Linked DNA regions of Mus musculus: all the other regions are linked to region 5. A link is a contact called in public Hi-C and promoter capture Hi-C data. All regions are on one chromosome and are shown on one strand. Each heading gives the region's core, a stretch centred on a gene start, on an enhancer-like site or on the middle of the called end of the contact. The rest is flanking DNA. Distances are from core to core; before and after follow the strand shown.

Region 1 (3,629 bases), core at 962-3,461, 1.8 Mb before region 5:
TTACTTGGCAAAGGTCTTAGCAGACATTCAAATGGCTGGTGTCTGAGTCCTATTAGAAAGGGTGACTTTTCCTCACTATCCCCAAAGCTGAAGGGTTTCCAGAACTGTCACACTACTGAGAGTCTGAATGGGTGGCCTTAAAGACAGGCAATGAAGAGTCAGGTTGCTCCTGAGTTAGTTTCAAGCTGGGTGCTGGGAGAGTCTCCAAAGCTTCAGCACTTTAGTTCTTAGGAACCTTCCGGACAGGTGAAGAAATCTGAGAAGTCTGGGCTAAAGAGGCCTGCGGGTGCTGAGTCTGGGCAGACCCAGGTGGCACCCCAGGAACCCCCTTGGCCAAAGTATGGCTCTTAGAAGCTTTATCAGTTTCAGGAGTTTGAGAGGCAAGAGGAAGATTCTGGAGATGGCTTTGTTGGGCCAGAGATCCCTGGATTTGGCTCTGAGAGGTCATGGGTACCACGGGGAAACTGTCAGAGGGCATGGGCACTAGGAAGTGGCTCTGGCTTTCTTCCTGTTCCAGAGGGTAGATCTGAGAGGCCACACTGATCTTAGAGCGCCCCTGAGAGTGGGGGCCCAAAGGCACACAGCTTTCAGAAGATACAGAGGGCAGGATTTGGCTCTGAGAGGTCACAGGTACCATAGATAAACTGTCAGGGATCACCAAGAGATGGCTCTGGCTTTCTTCTCGTTCCAGAGGGTAGATCTTAGAGGCCACACTGATCTTAGAGCGCCCCTGAGAGTGAGGGCCCAAAGGCACACAGCTTTCAGAAGATACAGAGGGCAGGATTTGGCTTTGAGAGGTCACAGGTACCATAGATAAACTGTCAGGGATCACCAAGAAGTGGCTCTGGCTTTCTTCTCGTTCCAGAGGGTAGATCTGAGTGGCCACACTGATCTTAGAGCGCCCCTGAGAGTGAGGGCCCAAAGGCACACAGCTTTCAGAAGATACAGAGGGCAGGATTTGGCTCTGAGAGGTCACAGGTACCATAGATAAACTGTCAGGGATCACCAAGAGATGGCTCTGGCTTTCTTCTCGTTCCAGAGGGTAGATCTTAGAGGCCACACTGATCTTAGAGCGCCCCTGAGAGTGAGGGCCCAAAGGCACACAGCTTTCAGAAGATACAGAGGGCAGGATTTGGCTCTGAGAGGTCACAGGTACCATAGATAAACTGTCAGGGATCACCAAGAAGTGGCTCTGGCTTTCTTCTCGTTCCAGAGGGTAGATCTGAGTGGCCACACTGATCTTAGAGCGCCCCTGAGAGTGAGGGCCCAAAGGCACACAGCTTTCAGAAGATACAGAGGGCAGGATTTGGCTTTGAGAGGTCACGGGTACCATAGATAAACTGTCAGGGATCACCAAGAGGTGGCTCTGACTTTCTTCTCGTTCCAGAGGGTAGATCTGAGAGGCCACACTGATTTTAGAGTGCTCCTGAGAGTGAGAGTCCAAATACACATGGCTGTCAGAGGACATTGCCATCTGAGAATTGCTGTCAGACGCCAAAGGGTAGGTCTGCGAAGTCACTGAAAAGACAGGTTGACTCCTAGAAGTACAAATGGAAAGACCGGTGTGGACAATGCCCAGAGGCAGGCTCTTAGAGGTCTGGACTCTGCTAAACTGATTCAGAACAGCCTCAGGCTTCGCTGAACGGAACAACGCTCTGCCACCCGAGGTTCTGGCGTCGCAGTTCCTTTCTAGCTGCCCCGGGTCCGTAGAGCTGATGCTACTGATCCGCTGGACGACCCGCGGGTGGAGTCGCCGCCGCCGTCGCCGGCGAATCCGCTGAAAGGTGTCGGAGACGCTCCTAAGGGTCAGCGAGAAGCGACGGCTGCCGCTACGGTGCACCCCGCTCTCGCGGGGCGAAGTCCCCCTCAAGGGGTCTTCCGGGAGCGCCTCTATGTTGCCGGTGTACCAGGAGATCCACCACAGGAGACTGACGAAGATGATGATGGAACCCAAATAGAGCAGCATGTCGTAGAACAGCAAGTTGGCGAAGACGCCAGTGAACAGCACTGCCACACCCACCGCGTCGAAGGCGACGCCCAGCCAAAAAAAGTGACTGCAGCGACCCAAGGGCCCGGACTGCATCTCCGCCAAGTCTGTGTTCTTTTGCGGAAGCTCCGAGAGGCTCAACATCTTCCACGCAAACCCCGCCAGAGGACACCAGGCCCAGGGCGCTGCCACAGGCGGGCTTTAGACACTCTCCATGGCAACGCAAGGGGCGGGGCGGGAAGCGGCATTCTGCTCCACACCAGGAAACTGGAGCGGGCCAAGGGAGCTGCGCGTGCGCACGACGACCTGCTGAACCTTCTGCGTTTGCGCCCAGTGCTAGCCCGGGCAGCTTTTCTCAGTCTGGGATCCTTAGGTGTATCAAGAAGTAGAATTTATGGGTAGGGGAGTGGGGGTGGGTGGGTATGGGGGACTTTTGGTATAGCATTGGAAATGTAAATGAGCTAAATACCTAATAAAAAATGGAAAAAAAAAAAAAAAAGAAGTAGAATTTATGACAATGAAACTAGCGGTACCTGGGGCGAGAATCTTCTTGGCCTCAGGTGCAGTTAGCATCTAGTGTTGTTAGGTCTGTACTCCCATCTTCTCTGGTGACTGTTGATAAACTTGCCCAAGGACCTAATAGACCCCATCGCGTGTCCGTCCGTCCGTCCCCCCCCCCACCCCACCCCCCCACCCCCCCACCCCCCCCACCCCCGCCAACCAACCATGTATTGTAGAGGCTGGGAGGGAGAGGGTAGGATGAAAGGAGAAAAAGGTTGACCTTTATGTGTGTGTTTGATGGATTTTAAAACATTTGGTACATTTTAAATAGATTTAGGCCTGTAGTTCAGGCCACATTTACTTAGGCCTATAGGCACACGCCACTATACTTGGAGAAAACTACTCTTAAGCATTTTCAAACGTATAGATAGAAAATTATAAAGGAATAAAGAATGATAGGTTGTCCCTACTTGGCCTGAGCATTCAAGCAATACAAATTGGAATCAGAGGGTTATTAAAGTGTTTTTTTTAAAAGATTTATTTATTTATTATATACACTGTTGCTGTCTTCCGACATTCCAGAAGAGGGTGTCAGATCTTGTTACATATGGTTTGTGAGCCACCATGTGGTTGCTGGGATTTGAACTCAGGACCTTTGGAAAAGCAGTCAGTGCTCTTAACCGCTGAGCCATCTCACCAGCCCCTATTAAAATGTTTTTAAAAAGGTCAGACATGATAGTGCAGGACTTTAGTCCTAGCACTCAACAAGCAGAAGCAAGCAGATCTCTGAGTTGGAAGTCAGCCTGTCCTAACTTGAGAATTCCAGGCCAACCAGGACTATACTGTGAGACCCTGTGTCAAAATGAATGGATGAAAATAAAAAGACCTGAAGGTGTGTCCAGGAAGTTGGAAGTGGATATAATCAAGAAATCTATGTATAAAATTGTCAAAGAATAAAAAGTTAATAAAGTATAAAGATAATTAGAGAAAACAATATGGCAAATGTTCATAATTATAGAATATAGATGAAATAAGTATAGGTGTTCATTATTCAGTTCTTTCCTGTGTTCTTTAGGCTTGACATTTTTCAAAATAGTTGCAGAATTTTATTTTGTAATTTAAATTTTAAGTTATAAACTTA
Region 2 (3,707 bases), core at 1,154-3,653, 1.9 Mb before region 5:
AGGGCTACATAGCACGCCTGTCTTTAAAAAAAAAAAAAAAAAGTTAAACAAACTAAAATCGCTCTAATTTTTTTTTGTTGTTTTTGTTTTTGTTTTGTTTGTTTTGGTTTTTCAAGACAGGGTTTCTCTGTAGCTCTGGCTGTCCTGGAACTCACTCTGTAGACCAGGCTGGCCTTGAACTCAGAAATCCGCCTGCTTCTGCCTCCCAAGTGCTGGGATTAAAGGCATGCGCTACCACTGCCTGGCTAATTTTTTTTTTTTATTTTAATTTTAGCACTTGCTAGTTTTCAAGTTGTATACAGCATTTTAAGTCCTAAAATCTCAGCACACTTGTTTTGGTTACCTTTAAGCTTCGGTATCAGGCATATCACTATATATTCTATTTCAGTATGGTATCTAAATACTTCCCACAATCCCATCTTTTTAGACAGGCGGTTCTCAACCTGAGGCTGTTGACCCCCTTTCACAGGGGTCACCTAAGGCCACCAGAAAACACAGAGAGTCGCATTATAAGTCATAACAGTAGCAAAATTACACTTATGAAGTAGCAAAGAAAATAATTTTATGGTTGGGGGTCGCCACAGCATGAGAAACTGCATTAAAAGGGTCACACAGAGCCTTAGGAAGGTTGAGGGCCACTGTTTTACACAGAGGCTGTATATATCCCTGGCTGGTCTCAAATTCAGGGATCCACCTGATTCTGCCTTCACATGCCGGGATTAAAGACACAAGCCTCCAAGCCCAGTGTAAAATTTATTTTTAGGCTATGTAGGAGCTCAACTAGACCTGTTTTCCTGGTGTGGATAAGGTCCTAGTTCCAATCCCCACCACTGAGAAACCTAAATAAACGTACACACAAATGCTAAAGTTCATCTTATTCTCTTTACTGTCTTGGGGGGGGGGTTGTACTCAGGAGGAGGAACCCAAAGTCTTGATAATTTGCTCTTCGGTTTAATGCCTTTTAAACTCTGACTAAGCAAAGTCAAACCCCACCTCCTCGTACCTTTTTGTATTTCAGTAAGACTTCTGTCACAGTTCCGCCAAACCGAACAGTTTTTTTCGGAGGAGAATTGAAGAAATCGCTCTCTAACGCGAGCATATCGGAAAGCCTGAAGAACCAGGAAGACCAGTTATCAAATTCATGACAGAGAATGACGGCAGGGAGCATGGCTGAGCCAACATCATTTTGTGTGATGAGGCTTAAGTTTCTCAAATGATATCCCTCCTTCCAACCTTCTCTCCCAGGAAGCCACTCTTCCCTCAGTAAATCTGTCTCAGAAGCTGTGGCAGAATCCAACCTAGGCTACATAATGAGATCTTATTAAGAGTAAGGGAAGGAAAAGAAACTCCATATTCCCACATTAACCCTGTAAGATCCTGTTTAACCAGCCACCTTTCCTAACCCTGATCTCATGATACAATCATTTGTTAAAAGCGTGATGTCCTTTCTATTCCTCAAATTTGTCAAGCTGATTCCCATTTCACCTGCTACTCGCTGTTAGAAACACTCTTCCCAAGGTTGGAGTTCAAATGTCAGAGGCCCTCTCCACCAGAACCTCATACACTCACGCTTTATCCTGGAACGTTGTAGTTCTTCATAGCATTTACTGATACCTGAAACTATCTTATCCATGTATTGCCGCCGCCCCCCCACCCCACTGCCCCGCCTCCGGCTCTGCTGGGTATGGGTTAGTGTCTGGATAAGCTGCTGTCCCCAGTGCCTTAACACAGAGTATACACACTTTATTAACAATTGTCAGTACTATGCTAAGTGCTTTACAAGGTTTACTTCGTTTAAACAAGAGAATCAGACAAAATCTAAAGGTTAGATTCCAAATGTTTTATAGGGATAGGTATTTTAAAATGTTGGGCAAAAAGGACTGCTTATATAATATACGGTTCCACTATGCTACTGCTTGCTTCTACAGAAACAAATTTCAAACAAAATTTTTGGAATTCGATAGGTCACCAGTGACAGCTTTCCCCTAGATATCCAAAACCCTGGAAATGCCGCCCATGTCTTGGCCAAGAGAGGGAAGAGGAAAGGCACGGAAGATTAGCCTAGAGTCCCACAAGGGTGCCCCAAGAGTGAGTGGGAAACAATGGAACAGACAAGGCTCGCCCGGGCAGAGGGGACCCGAGGGAACCAGAGGCTCCTGCGTGCCCGAGCCGAGCCCGCACGCCCGGCCCCCTCGGCACATGCGGAGAGCTCTCAGCGGGCTCGAGCCCCGCACCCGCAGGCGGAGGCCGCCCGGATCTTACCCAGTCCGCGACGCACTCAGCGTGGCAGAGGCCGCTGCCGTCACATCGCCCGACAAGCGCGTGTGAAGCAGCGGGGCCGCCATTCGGCCTGAACTGAGCGAACGCCCGGCCTTGCGCCGGAAGCCACGACCTACCCGCCCCGGAAGTGGCGCTGCAGAAGGCAGCCCCTTGCGGGACGCGGCCCACGTGAGCAGAGCGTAAGGATCGCAGCAAGAAGGCGGGTAGGCTTGCGTCTGACCTTAACCGGCCTGAAGCTTTCCTAGAAATAGGCTGGCACAGCTTGGCGGGGCAATCGGTGGCCGCATTCCTCAGAAACTCCTTCAAAAAGAAGCTTGTCTTAGAGGCGTGTGCACGTGACCTTGGCGCTCAGGAGGTGGAGGCGGGAGGATAAAAGGAGTTCAAAGCGGGTTTCCTTCTGGGAAGTGAGTGGAGGAGGAAGGTCAGCTGGGTGCTTTCTCTGCCTCTCTGACCTAGCAGGCTTGCACCCCAGCATCTGGCCCCTGAGTCTTCATTGGTAAAATCGAACGGCTGGGATTTTTTTGGTTTTCAAACAACATGTTGGCTCTCTTAACTTTTGGCAAGACTCCGAGGGACACTGAGAGATCACTCCTGCTGAGGACAACCTGAGAAGCCATCAGATTTGGTCCCGTGCATCAAGCCAGAAGCAGCCACAGGGATGGCTGTGTTTCTCATGACCCCACACAAGAAGACCACCATCTTCACTGAGGCCAAGGAGTCAAGCTTGGTGTTGGCACTCAAGCGCATCATTGAGGGCATCATGAAGAGGCCTCCTGAGGAGAGCTGCTGTTCAAGGACAACCAGCTCCTTGATGAGAAAACTCTGGGGGAATGTGGCTTCACTAGTCAGGTAGCAAAGCCACAGGCCCCAGCCACAGTGGGCCTGGCCTTCAGAGCAGAAGATGCCTTTGAAGGCCTGCCTATCTACCCCAATTCTTGTCCTCCAGAACTTCCAGGTGTGATGAAGGATTCTGGAAATAGTGCTAAGGAACAAGTTGTACAGTGAGGGCCCCAGGCCCACCTCCTAGAGATCCATTCCTCCCCCACCACCACCACCACCAAAAAAAGGGAGTTCAAAGCCAATGGGTAACTATTAGGACCTGGGTTACTCAGGTAAAGAGCCCGGTTTAATGTTAGTAATACAGGCACTGGAGAGGTGGAAATAGAAGGATCCTGTATATCATTTTAGACACATTTTCACACCTTACTCTGTGTGAAACACATATTACACAGTGACCTAGCCAGAAGTGTGGAGACTGGTAAAAAGCCAGAGGGGAGAGTTGGACCGATGTTACCATGGGTAAGAGAACCCAGGCTGGGGAGCTGGGCATGATGGTACATACCTTTAATCTCAGCACAAACAGGCAGATCTCTGAATCTGAGGCTAGTTTATTTAGACTATCGCGTAAGTTCCAGAACAGCCAAGGC
Region 3 (3,585 bases), core at 837-3,336, 1.6 Mb after region 5:
TATCAACCTGAGGCCTGGAGGAGTGACCCTTCGGATTTGGGAGTGTCATGTCCCCCAAGGAATCTCTAACTTTGACCCAGTGAGAGCTTCCTTCTAGAGAGATCTGCAATTGGATTTCAAATGATGTTGGTGAACATGGAGATGTAGCAGCCGGGCTTGCGGTGGTAGGGGTGGTGGTATTTGCCATGTGTACCTGTTACCCTAGCACTTGGAGGGTTGCAAGTTTAAAGACAGCCTGGGTTGCATTAAAGATCTTGTCTCAACAAATAATAAGTAAATAAATAAAATAAACCAAGAGCTGGCAAGATGGCTGTCATTGTTAGCTCAGCTGTCATCTTGACACAAACTCAGAGACACCTGGGAGAAGGAGACAGAGATTGAACAATTGCCTCCATCAGACTGGTCTGTGGGTATGGTGGTGGTGCATTTTCCTGACCACCATGTGGGCATGGCCATCCCTGGGTCCTTTCCCAGGTCCAGGTGGGCCTGGACTATATACGGTACTGAGCAAGTCAAAGGCCATAGTCATCAGCCTTCCTCCACAGTCTGCACCAGCTCCTGCCCCAGGTTCCCACCTGAGCTCTGCTTTTCCTGAAGTGTGAGGTGCAACCAATCCTTTCTTCTCTGAGTTGTTTTTGGACCTGGTGTTTATCACAGCAGCAGGGGCAGAGGATAATAAGGACACTTGCCACTAGATGTGAGGACCTGAGTTCTCTCCTCAGGATCTATACAGTGGAAGGTTCTCTCTGCTCTCCATGTGTGCTCTCCATACACACAAGCAAATAAGTAAGTGAACAAATGTAATTAAAAAAATACTGAAAACAGAAATAACTGATGTGGCAAGAAGGCTCTGACAGGTGAAGGCACTTGCTGTCCAAGCCTGGTGGCCTGGTGATCCTCAGGAGCATTGCCAAGAAGGAAGGAGAAAATCAGCTCTTCAAAGTGCATGCGCGCGTGCACACACACACACACACACAGAGAGAGGGGGGGGGGAGAGAGAGTGAGGAGAGAGAGAGAGAGGAGAGAGAGAGGGGGAGAGAGAGAGAGTGAGGAGAGAGAGAGGGGGGGAGAGAGAGAGAGAGAGAGAGAGGAGAGAGAGGAGAGAGAGGGGAGAGAGAGAGAGGAGAGAGAGGAGAGAGGGGGGGAGAGAGAGAGAGAGGAGAGAGAGAGGGGAGAGAGAGAGAGAGGAGAGAGAGGAGAGGGGGGGGAGAGAGAGAGTGAGGAGAGAGAGGGGGGGGAGAGAGAGGAGAGAGAGGGGAGAGAGAGAGAGAGAGGAGAGAGAGGAGAGGGGGGGAGAGAGAGAGGAGGGGAGAGGGGAGAGAGAGAGAGGAGAGAGGAGAGGGGGGAGAGAGAGAGAGAGAGGAGAGAGAGGAGAGAGGGGAGAGAGAGAGAGAGAGGAGAGAGAGGAGAGAGAGGAGAGAGGGGGGAGAGAGAGAGAGAGAGAGGAGAGAGAGGAGAGAGGGGAGAGAGGGGAGAGAGAGAGAGAGAGGAGAGAGAGGAGAGAGAGAGGGGAGAGAGAGAGAGAGAGAGAGAGAGAGAGAGAGATTAAAAGTGCTTAAGAAAAGAAAAAGAGAAAGCAAGGATACAATGCCCAATTGAGATCACAACTTGGATCCTCTATATCAAACTTCTCAGGCCTGGCCAGGCTTGAAGGAATCTTAAGACTGGTCCTTATGGTGGTCTTACTTCGGGGAAGGAATTGATTTTTCAGTTATGGCTTGGCTCATATCAACTCAGCCTCTCCAGGAGGCACCGAGTGTGGCCTTTAGGCCTCAGGACAAGGTCCCGCCACGCCTTCCTTTTCTATCATAGGAAACTGAGGCAGGAGAGATTAACAACCAGCTAAATTAGTAAGAGACAGAGAGGGCTGCTCGGAAAGAAGTGGAAATCTCAGGGTCCTGACCCTGCAGTCAGGAGAAGAGGGGCGGCAGAGATGAGAAGGGCAGCGATGATCCCAGCAGGAGACTTCCAGCTCCCTCGAACTTTACAGAGTGCTGCTGGACGGCCCAGCAAGGGGAGGTGGGGGGGGGGGGGGCGCCCGGCCTCCCGTGGTCCCGCCCCCTGGATCGGCGGCTCCTGACATCACGGGCGGGCAGGGAGGCGGGCTAGGGAGAGGGCGGCAGGGAGGAGGCTCGGCAGCCCGGAGGGCGGAGGACGCCGCGCAGTCCCAGCCCCAAGCTTCAAAACAGCCGGCGCCTCGCCCCACGCGCAGCCCGCCACTGTGTCCAGACGCCCGTGCCCGGTGAGTTGGGGGCGCGACAAGGGACTGCGGTGACGTCGGGGTTCCGGAATGACAGGGAGCAGTGTGCCCTCTTTAGGAATCGGGACAGGCCAGGGGATCCGTGCTTGACGGGGAAGGGTTGGGGTGCGGTTCGTGCGGCAGTCCCGTTGCTCCTTCTCCAGATTTCTGTGGCGCAGACCTTCCCTTTGGTGCCCCCCAAGGCCACCCTGCCACCCCTGGGTGGCATTCGCCACCTTTTGCGTCCAAGTGGGCGGGAAAAGTCTGGGAAAGAGTCAGGGCGGATCCCCTCTCCACCATCGCTGGCCCAAAGCTCTGAACTCCAGAGTAGCCCACTTGTTGCCTGTTGTACTCAGCGTCTGATTCCCAAGCAGTACCAATCAGACAGGACCTGGTCCTCGGGTCCCTGAGGGCCGCGCACTCCTCCGGGTCTGGGCTCCGTGGCGCCCCACAGCGGCGAGGGGGCAGCTTCCTTGGGTTCTTAACGGTGTCCCAGCCTGGGGGGTAAGCTCCAAGGATGGCCCCCCTGCCTGCTCTTGACTACTGTGGCAGATCTGTGGGCTTTAAAGGGAAGAAGGGATGGCACCCATGATTCCACGGGAAAAGGAGGTATAACTGAGTGTGCATGCCAAGCTTGGAGAAGGACTGAAGCATCTAGGTTCAGTTCAGGAGGGTCCCACTACTATGAGGCATCTAGAACCTACAAGTTCAAAGGCAATCCAGAGTGGGTGGTGATCATTGCCAGGCGATGGAGATGGCTGGGATTTTGGACTATTTAACAGGTACAGATTTAATTGCGGATGATGGAACGTTTTGAGTATAGATAGTAGTGGGCGTCACTCAACATTGCTGGTTCATTTCAGGCCATGTGCTTGTAGAATTACAAATGGTTTACATCATAAATGCTGTGCTCTTACCACAATGAGAGGCACAAAAGACGCCTCTAGCCGCCTCTGCTTGAGCATTCCGAATCAGAGAGAAATTCCAAAACCTAGACATGGAGGCTGACCACCTCTCCCTGGAATGTCACTTTCAAATAATGTAAGGGGTTCAGTAGGATGGATCCATGCAGGTTACAGGAGAGACCCAAGGGAAGAGAATGTGGAAGGCCAATGGGAGTATGCATTGGGCTTCTCCCGCCTCCTCCCAGAAAGCCTTATTCTGGGAGACACCTGGCCTAGAGACCTGGCAGAGTTAGCTACTCAAGGCTGTGAAGCCACACCTTCACCCTGTCTTCCCCGTGACTCCACTCATTCCCACCAGGAGATACCTCAGTGGGCTGCAGGAAATGGGGAGAGACCTTGTAAGAGGTGTGGGTCCCCTGCAAGGTATTGGGCAGATAGATA
Region 4 (3,863 bases), core at 795-3,294, 1.5 Mb before region 5:
AGGCAGGGCACAGTTGGTCTCCAGGGAATCTGCCCTCATCCAAGTTTCCTCTTGACACCCACTCCTAGTGTTCCAGTTTTGTTTCAGGTAAAGTATCATCCTACAGGCAAGGGGATCTGTAGTAGTGGGACACTGCAGACAGTTCACTTACTAATTTGTTTACTGTTCTCTTGCACCCAAGATACACAGGTAACTATCTGTCTTCTGCAACTGTTGACCAGCCTTTTCTGTCACACATATAGTCACATCAATTGTCACTGTCAATTAAGCTTACCACCTTTTGGTTTCTTCTAATTCAAGAGGGGAGTTAAACATTGTAAGGGTAGTTTTGATGCTAAGGTCCTGTTCCTCAATTGGTTCTTGATCTATCAGTAAAGAAATTGTTGGGCAGAAGGTACTGGAGGAAAAAGATGCAAGGAAGGAGTTTTGCTATGCTTTGGAGGGAGAACACAGCAGCCATGTGAGGTCTCGGGAGGAAGTGGGGCCTGTGGCCACTACTACAAGCGGGTGGTCAGGCATGTTTGGCAGGGGCTAGATGGGACTAGCCACAGACGTTTAGGGCAAGTGGAGAGATGGAGATAAGAAATTGATAAGGGCAGGCTTTTTCTGGTGGGAGATAGTGGTGCCCAGCAATTTGCCAAGAAGGCAAGTTGAAAAGGAACAACTGTGGGTCTATCTTTTATCTGTGTATTCAAGGGAGGCTGGGTGGGGGCTGGTAAGCATCCCTTCCCGGAGCAAAGCAAGGTAGAGCAGAGTTACACACAACAAAACGTTATCTGATTTAACCATGGGCTTGCGGCTGAAATGCCTCTCCCCTACTTACTAACTTCTAAAGATCATTCTATATGGGCCATAAAGTTCTTGTATGTGGTAGGTGCTTTTGAGACTTTGCTGAACTGAAGGACTCAGTTCTGGGTGTGTGGAAGTTTTGTTGGTGTGGTTGTCACCACCAGAGAGGAGCTCTCACTGTGGACACTGTGTGTCCATGCTGTAGCAAGGACCACATAGTTTAATGTCTCTTACTCAGTGGTTCCCGATTCTGTGGAGAACAGAACATGTCTGGAGAGTCAGGCTGAGGCTAGTGGGCACCAATGAGCTTCTGTTGTGTGAGGACATGAGGTGAACAGCCTACTTTCTGCTGGCCCTCTTGCTGTTTGGCTGGGAGTTATTCTGAAGATGCTGTCCTGCCAGAGGCTGCTCCATCTCACAAGTCTACAGCACCTACAGTGTATTTCTCTGTACACACAAAATCATGGTACATCAAAATGTTTTTTATTTGAGACACAAAAATGCAAAATTGCTGAGATATCAAACATTTCCCGATCAGCTACAATACTGCCACTATGTACAAAAGATCCAATGATAAATGCGCACACATATAAAAATACAGTCTGCATCGCCTATGTACAGTACAAGTGCAAACGTATGGCATTCAGACACAGTACAGAATCGAGTCAGGGGTGCAAACAGCAAGTACAAAGGCATCATGGTTTGTCTTTTAAAAACAACATAAAGGCAACACACGAATGGACCCCCGACTGCCATGATTTTCTGTTCATTAACAAGTGCTTCAGCAGGCATGGTTGCTGCCACTGGTGTTTTCTCCCTTCTTGTCAGGAAGTGAGATGCTAAGACATTATGTGAAGATGAAAAGAAGAAAAACACCTGCGTGTCCATTGCAAGCAACAGATAACTAACCTTGACAAACAAGAAAATAATTCAGCGTTGCTACCAAGAATGTTATTCTTAAACCAACAAACAGCTCTATGCTATTTTACAGGAAAACAAGTAAGAAATATCTACATCTCTGTGGAAATTATAACCTTAGATGGAACCTTTTGGGGTCTGACTTGAGAACACAGTCTCAAAATTTAAAAGTGGCTGCTTTTGGCAAATACCTGGCGATGCCTTTGGTTCCTTTAAACATTTTGGATTACTAATGGTTTCTTGAGGTCAAGTACTTTTGATGGATCCAAACCCTTTCCTAACCCTTCCTCTTCTGTCGGTGGGTGGGTCCCTCACAGCAGGAAGTAGAGGTAAGAGAACTGGGCGGCTTTCCAGTGAGTCTGCCCACTGCTAAAGCTTTGTCTTGGGCCTTGGCGTAAAGCCTTCCTTTCACTGCCAGTGCCTCCCATGATTCCAGACAGCACCTCGTGGATCTGAGATTGCCAAGCTGCTGTCACAAGCTTGGGACACGTCCGCCCCCCCAGAGCCGGCGGCCTGAGTGGAGGGTAAGAGCTTCTTGTAAACACGTGCAGCTTTTTGAACCGTAGGCTGTAACTAAAGACACAGGGACACTTGGGGGGGGGGGACAACCTGCTCTCTCCCAGTCACCGGACAAATAAAAACAGAGCCCAGAGACTGTTTAAATGAAAATGAAAAAGAGATCGAAGGTTTGAGCCAGGCGTGGTGGCGCACACCTTTAATCCCAGCACTCGGGAGGCAGAGGCAGGCGGATTTCTGAGTTTGAGGCCAGCCTGGTCTACAAAGTGAGTTCCAGGACAGCCAGGGCTACACAGAGAAACCCTGTCTTGAAAAACCAAAAAAAAAAAAAAAAAAAAAAGAGATCGAAAGGTTTGAACCAGGAAACAAAAATGACTAGATCAGAACTGCTACTTTCCAGTTTTGACAGAGATCTTTTACAATTAGCTGAATGTTCAGGATGATGCTCTCCAAACACTCCTGTGAGCACAAGCTGTGTTCCCTGATAAACCTGCCCTGCCTTCCAGTTAGAATGCCGGGACAGCCTAGGGTTAATGGTCCTCTGCAGCAGTGGGTCCCTGTGTACTTAATATCCCCAGTGTTGTGTGTGTTGTGTGATGTGATGGACAGAGGCCGGCGAGGCTGCTTGACTTTGCTGGCCCTGACCTGGTTGCTCTGCTGGCAGAATTCAACAGCCACTCTCAGCTTTCTCTGCAAATCCTAGTGGTAATGGAGTCCCCAGCCTTCTACCAGAAAGAACTTCTGCAACTGGCCACTGTGGGAACAGTTCAGGGTGTAGATAAGATGGGTCTCCTCTTGGCCACTTCCCAGAGCCAGGTCTGCTGTGGGAAAGTAAAATGGCTGCCCTGCCTGGAGGGACAGCTGCCTCCTCAGCTGTCACTGCACAGACTACTACAGTAACTATGAGAACAGCCTTGCTGCCTGGAAAAGTGGCTCTTGAGGCTCCAGTCCACTCTGGTGACCCTCTTACCCACCCGTCGCTGACCGAGTGCGCAGGGTGACAACACTGTCCCATTTCCCGGACTCTGCAGAGCTGACCTGGCTTTCTGGAGTAAGGCATAGCACGTGGTCAAAGAACCATGGAGCTTTTGAAAAGAAAGTCTAAGTCTTAGAAAATATCTGGGTGAAATGAACGGAGATGATATGTGAGCGAAAAGTTGCATGAGTGCTGTGTGCCTGTGTGCTGAATGGATGCCTGAGTGAGTACTGCCGCAGCCTCAGAGGCTTCTGAGAGAGGCCTTGCTGAAATTTCACAGCCACATCAGCTTTCTAGAAGCCACGGTGTAATTATTTCCACTCCTCCTACCACAGTAAGACAACTGGCAGTCTGTGCCTCAGAAAGTAAAGTTGACACCACCACACTGTGGATGCTGCAGAAGAGGGAGACTGGGGTTGGACTCTACTGCGACACTCCAGGCTTCTAAGAGGAATTTTCTTGGCAATGTGATACAAACAGAAGCCTACACTACACGTGTACCCTGTACATGCAAGTGGGAACTTAATGGGCTCTCTGACCTGTGTTTTAATGACTGTGAAATAACTGTATACCTATTTGCAGGTGTCTCTGTATATAGAGATAAGAGCACAACTTTCGGGGGTCAGTTCTGCCCTTCTACCACATGGGCTCTAGGGCTCAAGCT
Region 5 (3,748 bases), core at 437-2,936:
GCTTCTCACCTCAAGAAGGGCAAGCGGCACACTGTCACAGGAAGTGTTTAGGAACAAGATTATCTCCAAGACACGCCTTCCAAAGACCTTTATTCTTTAACCTGGAATCACCTTCTAAAGTTCTCTGAACCTCCCAAACCACTGCCATTTGTTAAGTTTTAAACCCAGGACATGGGTGAGGTGCCAGTTTAGCACATCAAAGTGGACCTGGCCTCCAGGTTCTTCCAGCAGCCTCAGTTCCTACCTGATATAGGGTATGGCTGGCATATCCCACCCTTTACCCTGAACACTCCAGCCCAGAGGCTGGGCTGCCCTTCCCCCCCCCCCCAGGGGCTCTTCCCTATATAGTCCAGACATTTTGTTACCCAGCCTTTTTGTACCTTTGGCCTCCTGGCTGCTGCACCTGGTTCTTTTCTTCCCTCCTTCTCCTTACCCCTTCCCCTTGCCCAGTATTAGATTTTCACAGATGTCTCAGCTTTTGGCTACACTCTCCCACAGATAAGCTTTCTCCTCCACCACACCTAGGGGGAATTCATATCCTTTCCCTTCCTTTTTATTTCTTTTTCTTTCGTTCACAACTAGCTGGGGACAACTTCCAACATGAGCCTACGGGAGACATCTTATGTGCAAATTACAACATCATCTAACTTTCTCACCAACCCAATAACCCTAGGTATTGTTATTGTTCTCATTTGACAGGTAGGAAAACTGAGGTGCAGAGCAACTAATTTTTAAGATCATACCTAAAGTAAGTGGTAGTATTAGGATAAACCCAAGTAGCTGAGACACAAGCTCATTTGTATTTCTGTCCTAAATTGCTAGGACTTATATCTGACTCTAGTTCAAGGTCATGGGACATCATCCTAGCTCTGTTAACCATACGAACATTTCAGGCTTACACTTGTTGAGAAGAAAATTTAGCAACTTGGCAGATCCTAGGAATTCCCCTGTAGTGCTTAATAAATGTATCCTCTTTTTGGAGATCTGAATTTAACATTTTCCACCTCGAAATCTGGATTGCTACCAAGTGTGAGGGTTGTAGTCCAGTGTAACGGCTTTTGAGTTGGATAGATTTTGTCTTGCTCACCTGCAGCTCTTAGCTTTCAGGAGTTGTGTCTCTCTCTGAGTGTCAGTTTCCCCATCTGACAAGTGCAGTCAATGAGGTAACAAGCAAAACACAAAGTACTTCGGGCAATGCCTGTTACCCAGCAACAACAGTGACAGAATGACAGTGGCAATGTCCAGGCAGTCAAGATGCCTTAAAGACTCTTGAGATTATGGTGGGCAGTTTGGAAGGGTTGCAACATAAAACTTAGGACATCAAATTGAAATGGAATTTCAGATAAACAATATTTTAAAAATAACTGCTTAAGTATCTCCCAAATACTGCATGAGATATATTTAAGCTAAACGTGGGTTTTGTTGGGTTTTTTTGTTTGTTTGTTTTTGTTTTGTTTTTTCCTATTCTTGTTAACCTGAAATCCCAAATTATGAAGCGGCCCGATGCGTGTTACATAAGACAACTCCAGGCCTCAAAGCCTCAACCCCCAGTCTGTTCCAGTGAAAGTTGGATCCTGACCCCGGGAGGATCCCACTAGGGGTGGCAATCTCCGTGTTCTGCCCAGGCAGTACTAGCAGCACCCAGAGCGGCCCCGCCCCGCCCGGCCCTCCTGGAGGGCAGGTTCCAGAAGCTGTTCCAGGCGGGGCTGCCGGGTGGTGTGGAGTCGCTCCCTCCTCTCACAGAACGTGCCCAGGCAAGGCCAGTCGCTCGCCATGTCCGCTATGGAGGCGGCGGATGTTTTCCACAGAGCCCGGGGCAGGACCCTGGACGCGTTTTCCTCAGGTACTGCTTGGCTCTTCGCCTGGGAAGGGGGGCACTCCAGAGCTGCAGAACCTTCCGCGAGGGGAACCTTCCGGTCGCGGGCGCTCACTTCTATCCGGATCCCTTCGTGGGTTGCACACAGCACCGGGGACCGTTGTCGGAGTTGTTCCTCCCTCGCAGTGTTGGGTGCTTCGCTGGCCTTGACTTGACCTTGCAAACCACAAACTTAAAAAATAAAGCAAACAAACTAAACAGAAGCGGGGCGGAGGTGGCAGAGAAGTGAATGACTGCTTGGGCTCTGCTACGGGGCCTGTCTTCTCTCTTCCTTGGCAAGCTTCTGCGGGGCAGCTGACAAGCGCTGTGTGTGTCAGGGGCTGTCAATTGTAGTGAGAGTGTTTTTATATCCAGTTGCTTACTGTAACCGTAGAAAGGGAAGGCATTCTGGTCCAGGTAGCGTTCTTGGAAGTTGGGCTTAGATAATCTGACCCAGTCTTGCCTCAAAGGGAGCGTTGTTAACACATCAGACTATTTCTGTAACCTTGGGTGTGGAACACATGCTGGGTGTTAAGCAAATGATAGGCCCCAGCAACTCAGAGGATACCGGATTGGTTCCTGTTTCCCTGTGTTTCCTTTGGATCTTTGGGGTTGATTCTTCTCTGGCACTTGGCTTAGAATCACAGGAACGCTCGCCTTGTTATCCAGCCTCTAATTTGCCTGAACTGCTCTGAAAAAAGAATCAGGCCCGTTCCAAACCCGGAGGGCCTTGGCACCTGCTCTCCTCTGCTCACCTGGTGGGACTTGGAAGTCTGGCACCTTCTCAGCCTTCACATCCTATTTTCAGGTTCATTTCCTCAGACTTACCTCTGCCTAGCTAGCCAAAGAAGATCAATCCTACAGTTCTCTGCTAGGCCTTTGTTTCTTTTCCCCTCCTTGCAGTTCAAGGTTCTGCACAGGTGCGCACAGCCAAAAATCCACTGATGGTGGACTGGGGAAAGTCCAGTCTGCAGTGTTGCCATTTTCTACAGATTTTAATGTGTCTTAGGTTTTTGTTTGTTTGTTTTCCCAGCCTACATGTTTTTGAGATGCCTCCTATTCTAAGTAGTTCTCCTTCCTTCCTTCCTTCTGAACAGTATCCCATTGATTGCGCATTCGTGCTGTATGTTTTGTTAATGGATGTGCTGAGTTTTACCAACTTGGTGTCTTTCTTGTCTTTGCTTCTCCAGATTTCTCTTTGCCACAGTGCTCTAGGAGCGACTGCTTGCAGGAATGAACTCTTTGTCCTGATCCTTAGATTGGCAGGAGAGCTGGGCAAGAAGACACTCAGCCAACCAGAAGCTCCCACGGGAGATTAGGGGGAGGAGAAACAAACACCTGAATGTGTATTCCTGCACTTGATGCCCTTCCAGGGTTCCCCTTTGTAGACTGTATTCCTCCCTAGAAGGCCCTGTTTCTCCCAACAGTCTTTATGTTCTTAGACTCTGTTCCCAGATGGAGGTATCTGAATGACAGTGGCTCTATCTTTTGGCTGCTTAATGTTCCTCATAGTCTCTTTATATTCATCTCATCCCAGATAATCCCTTTGAAAATGACTCAGGCATTTTCTTAGTTTTAGTATATTTACTATTCCTCCCTTGGTCCTGACTGATACAATGACCATTTAGTTACGTGCTTTTCATTCTTGTAAACAGTATTATAGTAAGCCTTTTTGTACAACTGTCTTTTATAAACACATGGGAGAATTTCTTCTGGAGCAGGGATGTGGGTTATAGAGTATAATCATCCCCAGATTTACCAGGTATAGCTATATTACCTTCCAGAAGTGGTGGCACACACCTTTAATCCCAGCACTTGGGAGGCAGAGGCAGGCAGATTTCTGAGTTCGAGGCCAGCCTGTTCTACAGAGTGAGTTCCAGGACAGCCAGGGCC
Region 6 (4,088 bases), core at 982-3,481, 1.8 Mb before region 5:
TGGCTAAGAACACTGGGAGCTCTTCCAGAGGTCTTGAGTTCAATTCCCAGCAACCACATGGTGGCTCACAACCATCTGTAATGGGATCTGATGCCATCTTCAGGCAGCAGATACATATGCAGGAGAGCACACATATATTATAAATAAATAAATAAATAAATAAATAAATAAGACACAACCTTTGTAGAACAGGTTTAGTCCTGAATTCAAATGAACTCTCCAGATGGTTGGATTGCAGGTGTGTCCCACCATACTTCCCCTGTTTGTTTGTAGACAGGGTTTCTCTGTGTACCCCTGGTTGTCCTGGAACTCAATCTGTAGATCAACCTGCCTCTGTCTTAAGCAAGAAGGGAGATAGATATGCATAGTATTTAGTGTAATGAAAGTTACGTTGTATTACGCTGAGGTTTATCACACAAGGTTCACACTAAGTTCCTAACTATGGTCCTAAGCCTATCTTCCCAAGGCTGCTCACCTGTGTGATGTATCTCAGCTGAAGATCAGGTCTAGTCTCTAACAGAAGTTTCTGAAGGTCAGCATCCTGGGGGAGATGTTCGAGCTCCAGGGCAGGTAAAGGTATCATCATTCCCGATGTGCAAAGCAGAGAGAGACACATACACACAGAGACAGAGAATAATTTCCAAAGTTCTGTGACCCTAGGTTACCCTCACTAATGCACTCTGTTAAAATAAAGAAGCAAACTGTATATATTTAGATATGAGAGGAAATAATCTAACAATGACTAGCTGGGACCAGCAAGTCTAAGGTTCTAGTACTTGTTCAGTCTCACAAGGCTGGATGTCTAAGTTGGTCTTTTGGAAGGAGGGCCTCAATGCCAGTGAAGGAATGGACTTCCTACAGGGTAAGCAGGCAAAGAGTAAGCGCTTCCTTCTTCCAGGTCCTTACATAGGCTGCCAGCAGAAGGTTGGCCCAGATTAGAGTTGTGTCTTCCTACCTCAAGATCTAGATTAAAGGTGTGTGTCTTCTTGCCTCAAGATCTGGATTAAGCATGTATGTCTTCCTACCTCAGAGGTCTGGACTAGAAGTGAATTCACTCACTGTAAATCAAGCAGGAAATCTCTCACAGGTGTGCCTTCCATTTCTGAATTGTAGCTTAGTACAGATATTGTCAAGTTGACACCCAAGAATAGCCATCACACGGGGTCTCATTTACTCTTTGGAGGATAAATATTGGAAAGATTACAGTTGTTAACAGCCAACTATCTAGCCCCTGTGAACACTTTATCTCTGGAATAAGCCAGCAGGGGCTGGCTAACAAAATCCTGAAACTCTTTGAGGTGAGCTGAATGTAGGGCTGGAGAGATGGCTCAGAGGTTAAGAGTACTTGCCACTTTTGTAGAGTGTTAGGTCACAAAGTAGGCTCCCAAAAATGGCTCTGCCTTTTCTGATTACCTAACACTCTCTGCTGCAGAATTTTGCTCTTTATCTCCATAGCAACTATCATGTTTCCAAGTAGCAAGTCTGATGTCTGCCTGGCTTTTTTTTTTTTTTCTTCTTATCCAAGTTTTACGCTGCAATGGGACAACCACCATGATTTGTCATCACAGTGTCTCTCTTCTACCAGAGTGGCATAGAACCGGAACTCAGTCAATATGGGGCATAGAGATGGTTCCGTGGGTAAGAGCACTTGCTGTGGAGTCATCCAGACTCATGGACAAATCCCCAGCACCCATGAAAAAAAAGCTAGGCACAGCCCTGCAATCTTGTAAACCCAGTGTTGGGAGTCAGAGACTGGCATTTTAGGCGCCACTCCGGCTGAAACAAGTTCAGTCAGTGAGAGAGACCCTGTCTCAAGGAAGGTGGAGAACAAGAACAGCCACGGGAGGTCCTTCTTTGCTTACTACTAGTGATCACCGACCGCCACACAAATGCGCACGTATACTTCTCCAACACTTTACCCCACAAATTAAGCAAGAATTATATATTTGTATATATAAAATTAATTTAAAAATTTTTAGACAGACTCTCATTATGTTCCCTAAGCTGGCCTCGAATTTGCAAATTCTCCTGCCTCATCCTTCTCAGACTGGAATTATAGACCCAGGGGAAACCAGTCCATATGTCTCTTGATCAACCAGGTTCAGGACAGGAAACTTCTCCAACATATGGGCCAGGCCTTGAGACTTTGATAGCAATGCCCCTTTTTCCTTTCTAGGCAGCCCGGAGGGCCCGGGCTCCGCCCCTAACGTGACACAGATCTGACGCAGGCGCAGCGGCGCGCGCTGTTTCCGGAAGTGTCCTGTGCTGTTTCGTGGCGGCCTCCGACATCCCCACGCTGCTTTTGCTGCGGAACTCTGCGCGTGGACCGGCGTCAGCCTGGGCGGGGCCAAGGTTCCGTCTGCGCCGCAGGATGGAGATAATCCGGAGCAGTGCGTGTCCGCCGCACAACCCCCATCCCTGTCCTCAAGCCCACCTAGCGTGCTAGGCCCAGACCTCTCGAGTTTAGCGGGGCCCGGGACAAGTCAGTCCCGCCGGGCAATACTTCCTCTGAAAAGCGGTGCTGCTGGTGGGACTTGTCGCTCTGCAAAGCGTGCACCTTTGGCATCCATGCCTTTCTTTTCCCTGCTCACCTGCTCAGGGCTAGCCCTTTTCAGTCGTGCATACTTTATCTAGTGACCCCTGGAGGAGGTGTCCCTTGTGGTCCTTGAACACTTATTCCGCTTCTCCGATGCCCCGGGAGCTCCTCCGGCCCTTTCTCCCATCTCCCTTTAGTTGGTGGGCAGGAAGGCAGGCCACCTGTTCTGAGCCTTTTCTTGGTTTCTCTGCAGATTTTAAGATTAATCTTCACAAAGTGTACCAGGCCATAGAGGAGGCTGACTTCTTCGCCATCGATGGGGAGTTTTCAGGTATCACTCCCTTGAAAGCTCTGGGCTTACACCTTGTATTGCAAAGGCTCCCTGCCTCCTTCCTCACTGGTCATGGCAAAAGCCTGGGAGAGATGTGGTTTTGTGGTTGGTCAGGGCGTGAGATTTTTGGATAGAGATTATGGTTCTGGTGCTGTTTAAACTAATTTAGGTGTATATGGTTAAAAAGCAGGGGGTTTAGGTTGAGGTCTTTTTCCTGTGACAAAATACACCTATCCAAGTTTATCATTTCGAAATGCACACACTACACACACACACAAATATGTATATGTATATGATGAGTGGAGGCCAGAGGTTGTTTTTGGGTAGCTTATGTTTAAAATAAGTTTTCAACGTGTTTCTCTTGTTGAATCTAGAGCTGGGTATTTTACTAAGATGGCTGGCCAGCAGGCCCCCCGAATCTGTCTCTCCTACAAGATCCATGCTGGGGTTACAGGTGCCAGGATGACAGCTGTGGGGTCCTGTTACTGTGTGCTGACATGCTCAGTTTTTATATGGTGAAGGTCCAAACTCAGGTCCTCGTGTTTGCATGGCAAGCACTTTACGCTTCAAGACATTTCCTAGCTCTATTGCATTTGTTCTTAAGTGGTTTTGGAATTTGGTAGCATTAACTACACTCATGTTGCTGTCCAGCTGGTATCCTCCAGTTCTGGATTTTTTTTTTTTTTTCTTTTTTGGTTTTTTGAGACAGGGTTTCTCTGTATAGCCCTGGCTGTCCTGGAACACACTCTGTAGACCAGGCTGGCCTCGAACTCAGAAATCCGCCTACCTCTGCCTCCCAAGTGCTGGGATCAAAGGCGTGCGCCACCACGCCCGGCTTTTTCTATCTTAAATAGATAACTACTCATGGAATTATTCTATTACTCCCTTTAGCCTCTACCAGCCATCATTTGTCTTTGATTGTGACCACTCTAGACACATCATGTAAGAGGAAACCTATAGTATTGTGAGACTGGCCAGGGCTGTACTTAGACGACAAATAAGGATATTACTTAATGCTTTAGTACAAGTCTTCCTTGGTTAGCTCAGTAGACCCACATGTGCTACGTATGCGTTTAAGTATGTGTACACACATGTGCATGAATAGATGCTGGAGTTCAACACTGAATGCTTTTCCTCAACCACACTCTATTTTTTGAGGCAGTGTCTCAACCTGCAATGCACCTGGTCGCCCAGTGTGCTTCAGGGATCCGCTGCTCTCGG
Region 7 (3,852 bases), core at 998-3,497, 1.5 Mb after region 5:
TACTCTAGAGATGAAGGAGCTAGCACAAGGGTCAATTCTGTAAGAGGCAAGCAGAAAATGTCTTCCGCTTTATGCACAAAACCAATAATAATGTATAGGTGCTTTTCTGACTAGAGAAGTGACCATGTGAATATGTAAATAGCACTCGTAGCTCACAGGAGATGGATCAAGGTACAGCTGCAGGGTTAGGACTTCCAGATACAGAAAGAGCTTTATGAGGGGCAGATGTAAAAGGCCCTGTGTTACATGACCGCCAGAATGTGCCGAGGTACACCGCCACCTTGGTCAGAATGCTCAGGGAGATGCCTCGCCTCAGCCAGGGGCTAGGCAGGGTCCAGACAGTCAGAGAGGCTGCTTTCCTGGTCTAAGAATCACCCTCTAAAGCCATCAGCAGCCCCTTTGACACACGGAGCAGCTCCCAGCTTAGCCCAGGCTCCCACCTGTGTATCTCCATCCTCCGCTAGGCCGTGGGCGAGGTGTGCACTGAACGTGCTTTTCCCAACGCCGCCTTTCCCAGACAGCACCAAGAGCTTGTGTCTCACCGTCTTCATCTTCTCTCTGATTTCCTCCACGGCTGCAGAGAAGTAGAGGAGGTGATGATGACCCCGCCTCAGTCCTACCCGTCCCTCTTCCAAAGTGCTCTTTAAGCTGTTTCTAAGGCTCTTTGTGAGATACCACTTCAGCAAACTAAAAATAAATGCTAGGAAGAAAATACGGTCACTACCAACCTGAAAAGATTGTCTTATTTATGCAGTAGCACATGCCCTCCGAGGAGAGAGTGGGGTGTTCAAAGCCCAGCTCCTCAACAGAACCCAGGAGGCATCTGCTAACATCTGCAGAAATTCTCTGGATGCCACAGGAGGGACTACTACTGGCATCTCGGATGATGGATGCTAAGTGTCTTAAGCACAGGTTAGGCCCAGTACAAGGGATGATCAACTCCAATGTCCCCAGGGCTGCAGATGGGAAACTCACAGGCTCTCAGAAGCAACCATCCCAGCAACGTACTGGGTTTCCAATGTCACGTCTTGTTTCAAATCTTTACAGACTACACTGTGGGGAGACTGGTCTTCACCATGAGGGCATTCTTGCTCAAGATCAGTTTTCAGGAGACTCAACAACCAAACCCAGCCTCTCTCTGAAAAGCCTTCCTTCCAGCTAGGCTTTCAGTCCTCCTCGCCCTGGAGATGGCCCCTCACAGTGCTGATCCCTGGTGAGTTTAACGTGCCTGCTCCTGCTTCCTCCCCACTTTGCTCTCAGTCCCCCATCTGTCTCTCCACTGAGATAATGAACATTCATGTCTGCTGAAAGATAGACTCCTTAACAGGAGGGTCCTTCTCTCTGCCACAGAGAGAGCAGAGCCTCTGTGACCTGTGATGGACATGTGCCAGGACTCAGGCCTGAAAGATCTCAGTATTTTTCCATTCTCCTCTCTGTGCTTGGCCTTGTGGATACTGAGGTAGCGGTTATTACTTAAGCCCTGTACCTGCCCGACATCACTTTTATCTATTCTATCCTTCTTTGAGGTCCTATTTACTGATTTTTTTTTTTTTTTTAATAAAGACAGGGTCTCATCTAAGCCCGGGGTTAGCCTCTTAAATGCTGAGATTACAAACATGTGCCAACACACTCGACCTAATGTTCGTTCGTTCATTCATTCATTCATTCACTGATTCATTCATTCACTCATACAGGGTCTCATCCTGTAGTCCAGGCTGGCTTTTAACTTGTAGCCATCCTCCTGCTTCTGCCCCTCAAGTTCCGGGGGAACAAGCCTGTGCCGCCAAGCTTATTTTAATGCCCCCTTCGGTTCCCTGTCTACCGCAGATCAGACTAAACCTCCATTTCCATCACTGTTTTTCCGCTATTTGATTTTTAAAACCTCCCTCTCGCTCAAGCTCCGCCTTCTACGCCCTCCCCCCAACCAATTAGAATACTGCCCACTAGCCGCTGCCATTCACCCTCAAGTCCCGCCCCTTCCACTTCCTGATCTGCCCGCCGCTTCCTCACCGGGATCCGGAGCAGCGCCGGCTCCGGATGCGCACAGCCTCTGGTTGGGGCATCCCTGGCACGAGGCTCCTCGGCCGGCCTGGGCGCTGTCGGCCCCGGGGCAGCCTGCGGGAAGACGAAGGCACAGTCAGAGTGGTTCGGTCCCAGCGGGACCACCCACACGTCCTGCGATAGCTCACCGTGGGGCGCCTCCTCCATGCTGCCGCTCTTGCCCGGGCTGCGCTCGCCGGAACCTCAGGGGCGTGTTTCCGCCTCGCAGGTCCAATCTGACCCCCCGGCCGCGGGAACTGTCTCGCCAGACCAGGACTGCGCACGCGCAAAACCGTGTGTGCAGTGGGTGGGATTCCTATGCCTCTTCCCGCTAAAACAGGGCGAGACTCAGAAATATATGATACCTGAGCAAATGAAGTGGCTCTAACGATTAAAGATTCTGTTGAGCCAGCCTGTATCCAAATCCCAGAACTCATAGGGAAAGCGAGGATGGACTCTTACACATAATGCAGGTTTTTGATTCTGTTTTTGTTTTTGTTGTTGTTTTGTTTTTTTAAGTATGGTTTTTGTCGCCAACGAACGTTATTCTCCGTGGCCTCAGTGTTGATGCAGTACTACTAATAAAAGTACAATCAATGTCAATATTTACTCAGTTTCAAATAATCTGCCCTACCCTAGATTCTGTTACAGGCTGGGATTGTGGCTCAATTGGTAGAGTGCTTGATCTATCATGCATGAGGTCCTATATTTAGTCCCCAGCACTGAAACAATACAGATCCAACAAAACACTTTGTCCGTCCCTCTCTATTTCTTCTCTGTTCTCCTCTCCTCTCTTCTGCTCAAGCTGATCTTGAATTAATGATTTTCTTGCCATGTTTGGCTAAGAGGGGAGACTTTATAAAGGGGTGTAGCTCAGTGGTAGAGTACCTGTCCAGCAAGTGAAAAGCCATAAATTCAATCGCCAGCAGTGTAAGTTCTCATTTGATCCTCCTGCCTCCGTCTTTCAGTTGCTGGGATTACAATGTGCACCACCAGCATTCCTGGGCTGACACCCCCGCCCTCTTAAAATTGCTGTGCTATTTAGAAAAATACTTTGTTTTGTGTTTTGTTGCTTCCCCTCAGATCTGTTCAGTGAAACCTCTTCAAACCCACTCCTGTGCCCCCACTGGGAGCTTTCCCTAGCTTTCTCTCACTTCTGCAGGTCCCCACTGTCCTTGCTGCTACCATTTCTCCTGTATGTGTCTGTGAGTGTTTAGACAAATGGCCTGTCTGTGTCTGTGGAGCAGTGTTTAGACTCCATGAAGACATCCTGTCCATGGTCACAGCCATGGGAGCTTGGCTGCATGCAACTTTGGCACAAGATGGTGGTGGTTGTTACTGTTTTCATTGAACGATTCTAAATATTTTTCATTTATTTTTGAGATTATAATTACATCATTTCTCCCTTCATTTTCCTTCCCCCAAACCTTACCACCTCTCCTTGCTGTTTATCAAATTCATGGACTTTTTTTTTTTCATTGTTATTGTGACAGGGCCCCAGACCTTAGCACAACTGACTCCATGATGGAAGTGCCATTCAGGCTGTAACACTCAGCACATAGACAGCAGCACCTGCCAAAATGAAAACAAAGACCTAATCCACCAAAGTCCATGACTCTGGGAAAGTCTCTAACTGTACTAACCTCTCTTTTTTGCTTCTGTAGAGCTGATTCTGGCTATCTGTTCTTGTTACTGAAGTAGGTTAACCCAGAACATGGTTTTTGTGCCTAAAAGTTTATTCCAAGAAAGGCTCAGTGCTCCACTGGGATACTGAATAGCAAAATCTTCCCATTAGCTTAAACCCATGTCTGA

The links. Promoter capture Hi-C pulls out the DNA fragments that hold promoters and counts their contacts. Hi-C and Micro-C count contacts between places; a contact is called where the count stands out from the background.
Region 1: a promoter capture Hi-C map of liver shows a contact between it and region 5, with 2.9 times the contacts expected there. The contact joins the promoter of A930007A09Rik here to the promoter of Cpped1 in region 5. A contact is called at or near these places in 3 of 39 promoter capture datasets (hippocampal neurons and liver) and 1 of 115 datasets of contacts at active chromatin or transcription factors (large pre-B cells).
Region 2: a promoter capture Hi-C map of liver shows a contact between it and region 5, with 4 times the contacts expected there. The contact joins the promoter of Rrn3 here to the promoter of Cpped1 in region 5. A contact is called at or near these places in 4 of 39 promoter capture datasets (hippocampal neurons, liver, pre-B cells and 1 more).
Region 3: a promoter capture Hi-C map of pre-B cells shows a contact between it and region 5, with 3 times the contacts expected there. The contact joins the promoter of Emp2 here to the promoter of Cpped1 in region 5. A contact is called at or near these places in 3 of 39 promoter capture datasets (liver and pre-B cells).
Region 4: a contact with region 5 is called in a promoter capture Hi-C map of hippocampal neurons, with 4 times the contacts expected there. The contact joins the enhancer-like site here to the promoter of Cpped1 in region 5. A contact is called at or near these places in 5 of 39 promoter capture datasets (the C10 cell line, hippocampal neurons, liver and 1 more) and 3 of 115 datasets of contacts at active chromatin or transcription factors (acute myeloid leukemia, astrocytes and large pre-B cells).
Region 6: a contact with region 5 is called in a Hi-C map of uterus, with 7 times the contacts expected there. The contact joins the promoter of Parn here to the promoter of Cpped1 in region 5. A contact is called at or near these places in 2 of 39 promoter capture datasets (hippocampal neurons and liver), 1 of 484 Hi-C or Micro-C datasets (uterus) and 1 of 115 datasets of contacts at active chromatin or transcription factors (astrocytes).
Region 7: a promoter capture Hi-C map of liver shows a contact between it and region 5, with 4 times the contacts expected there. The contact joins the promoter of Nubp1 here to the promoter of Cpped1 in region 5. A contact is called at or near these places in 3 of 39 promoter capture datasets (liver and pre-B cells), 2 of 484 Hi-C or Micro-C datasets (CD4 T cells and uterus) and 1 of 115 datasets of contacts at active chromatin or transcription factors (large pre-B cells).

Annotation. Positions count from the first base shown.
Region 1 is chr16:13,753,146-13,756,774 of GRCm38.p6, reverse strand. A930007A09Rik (RIKEN cDNA A930007A09 gene) reads right to left here and starts at 2,211. Exons shown (of 1, transcript NM_001357954.1): 1 at 1-2,211. The coding sequence starts at 2,131. The coding sequence ends at 221.
Region 2 is chr16:13,779,395-13,783,101 of GRCm38.p6, reverse strand. It overlaps Rrn3 (RRN3 RNA polymerase I transcription factor homolog (yeast)), which reads right to left and starts at 2,403. Exons shown (of 18, transcript NM_001039521.1): 1 at 2,263-2,403; 2 at 1,004-1,109. The coding sequence starts at 2,345. It also overlaps the pseudogene Gm6354.
Region 3 is chr16:10,312,469-10,316,053 of GRCm38.p6, reverse strand. Emp2 (epithelial membrane protein 2) reads left to right here and starts at 2,086. Exons shown (of 5, transcript NM_007929.2): 1 at 2,086-2,242.
Region 4 is chr16:13,414,917-13,418,779 of GRCm38.p6, reverse strand. Mrtfb (myocardin related transcription factor B) reads right to left here. Exons shown (of 17, transcript NM_001122667.2): 17 at 1,251-3,863. The region is part of intron 1 of Gm15738 (a long non-coding RNA gene); the gene reads left to right. Among named protein-coding and RNA genes, the nearest start is that of Gm15738, 5.6 kb to the left of the region's middle. Within about 2 kb of position 2,044, at least 24 of the 459 cell types and tissues checked have an H3K27ac peak or open chromatin away from gene starts, as enhancers often do.
Region 5 is chr16:11,907,361-11,911,108 of GRCm38.p6, reverse strand. It overlaps Cpped1 (calcineurin-like phosphoesterase domain containing 1), which reads left to right and starts at 1,686. Exons shown (of 4, transcript NM_146067.3): 1 at 1,686-1,843. The coding sequence starts at 1,774. The region is part of intron 2 of Gm9961 (predicted gene 9961); the gene reads right to left.
Region 6 is chr16:13,666,313-13,670,400 of GRCm38.p6, reverse strand. Parn (poly(A)-specific ribonuclease (deadenylation nuclease)) reads left to right here and starts at 2,231. Exons shown (of 24, transcript NM_028761.3): 1 at 2,231-2,390; 2 at 2,790-2,867. The coding sequence starts at 2,372.
Region 7 is chr16:10,410,333-10,414,184 of GRCm38.p6, reverse strand. It overlaps Nubp1 (nucleotide binding protein 1), which reads right to left and starts at 2,247. Exons shown (of 11, transcript NM_011955.2): 1 at 2,190-2,247; 2 at 2,011-2,115; 3 at 441-574. The coding sequence starts at 2,208.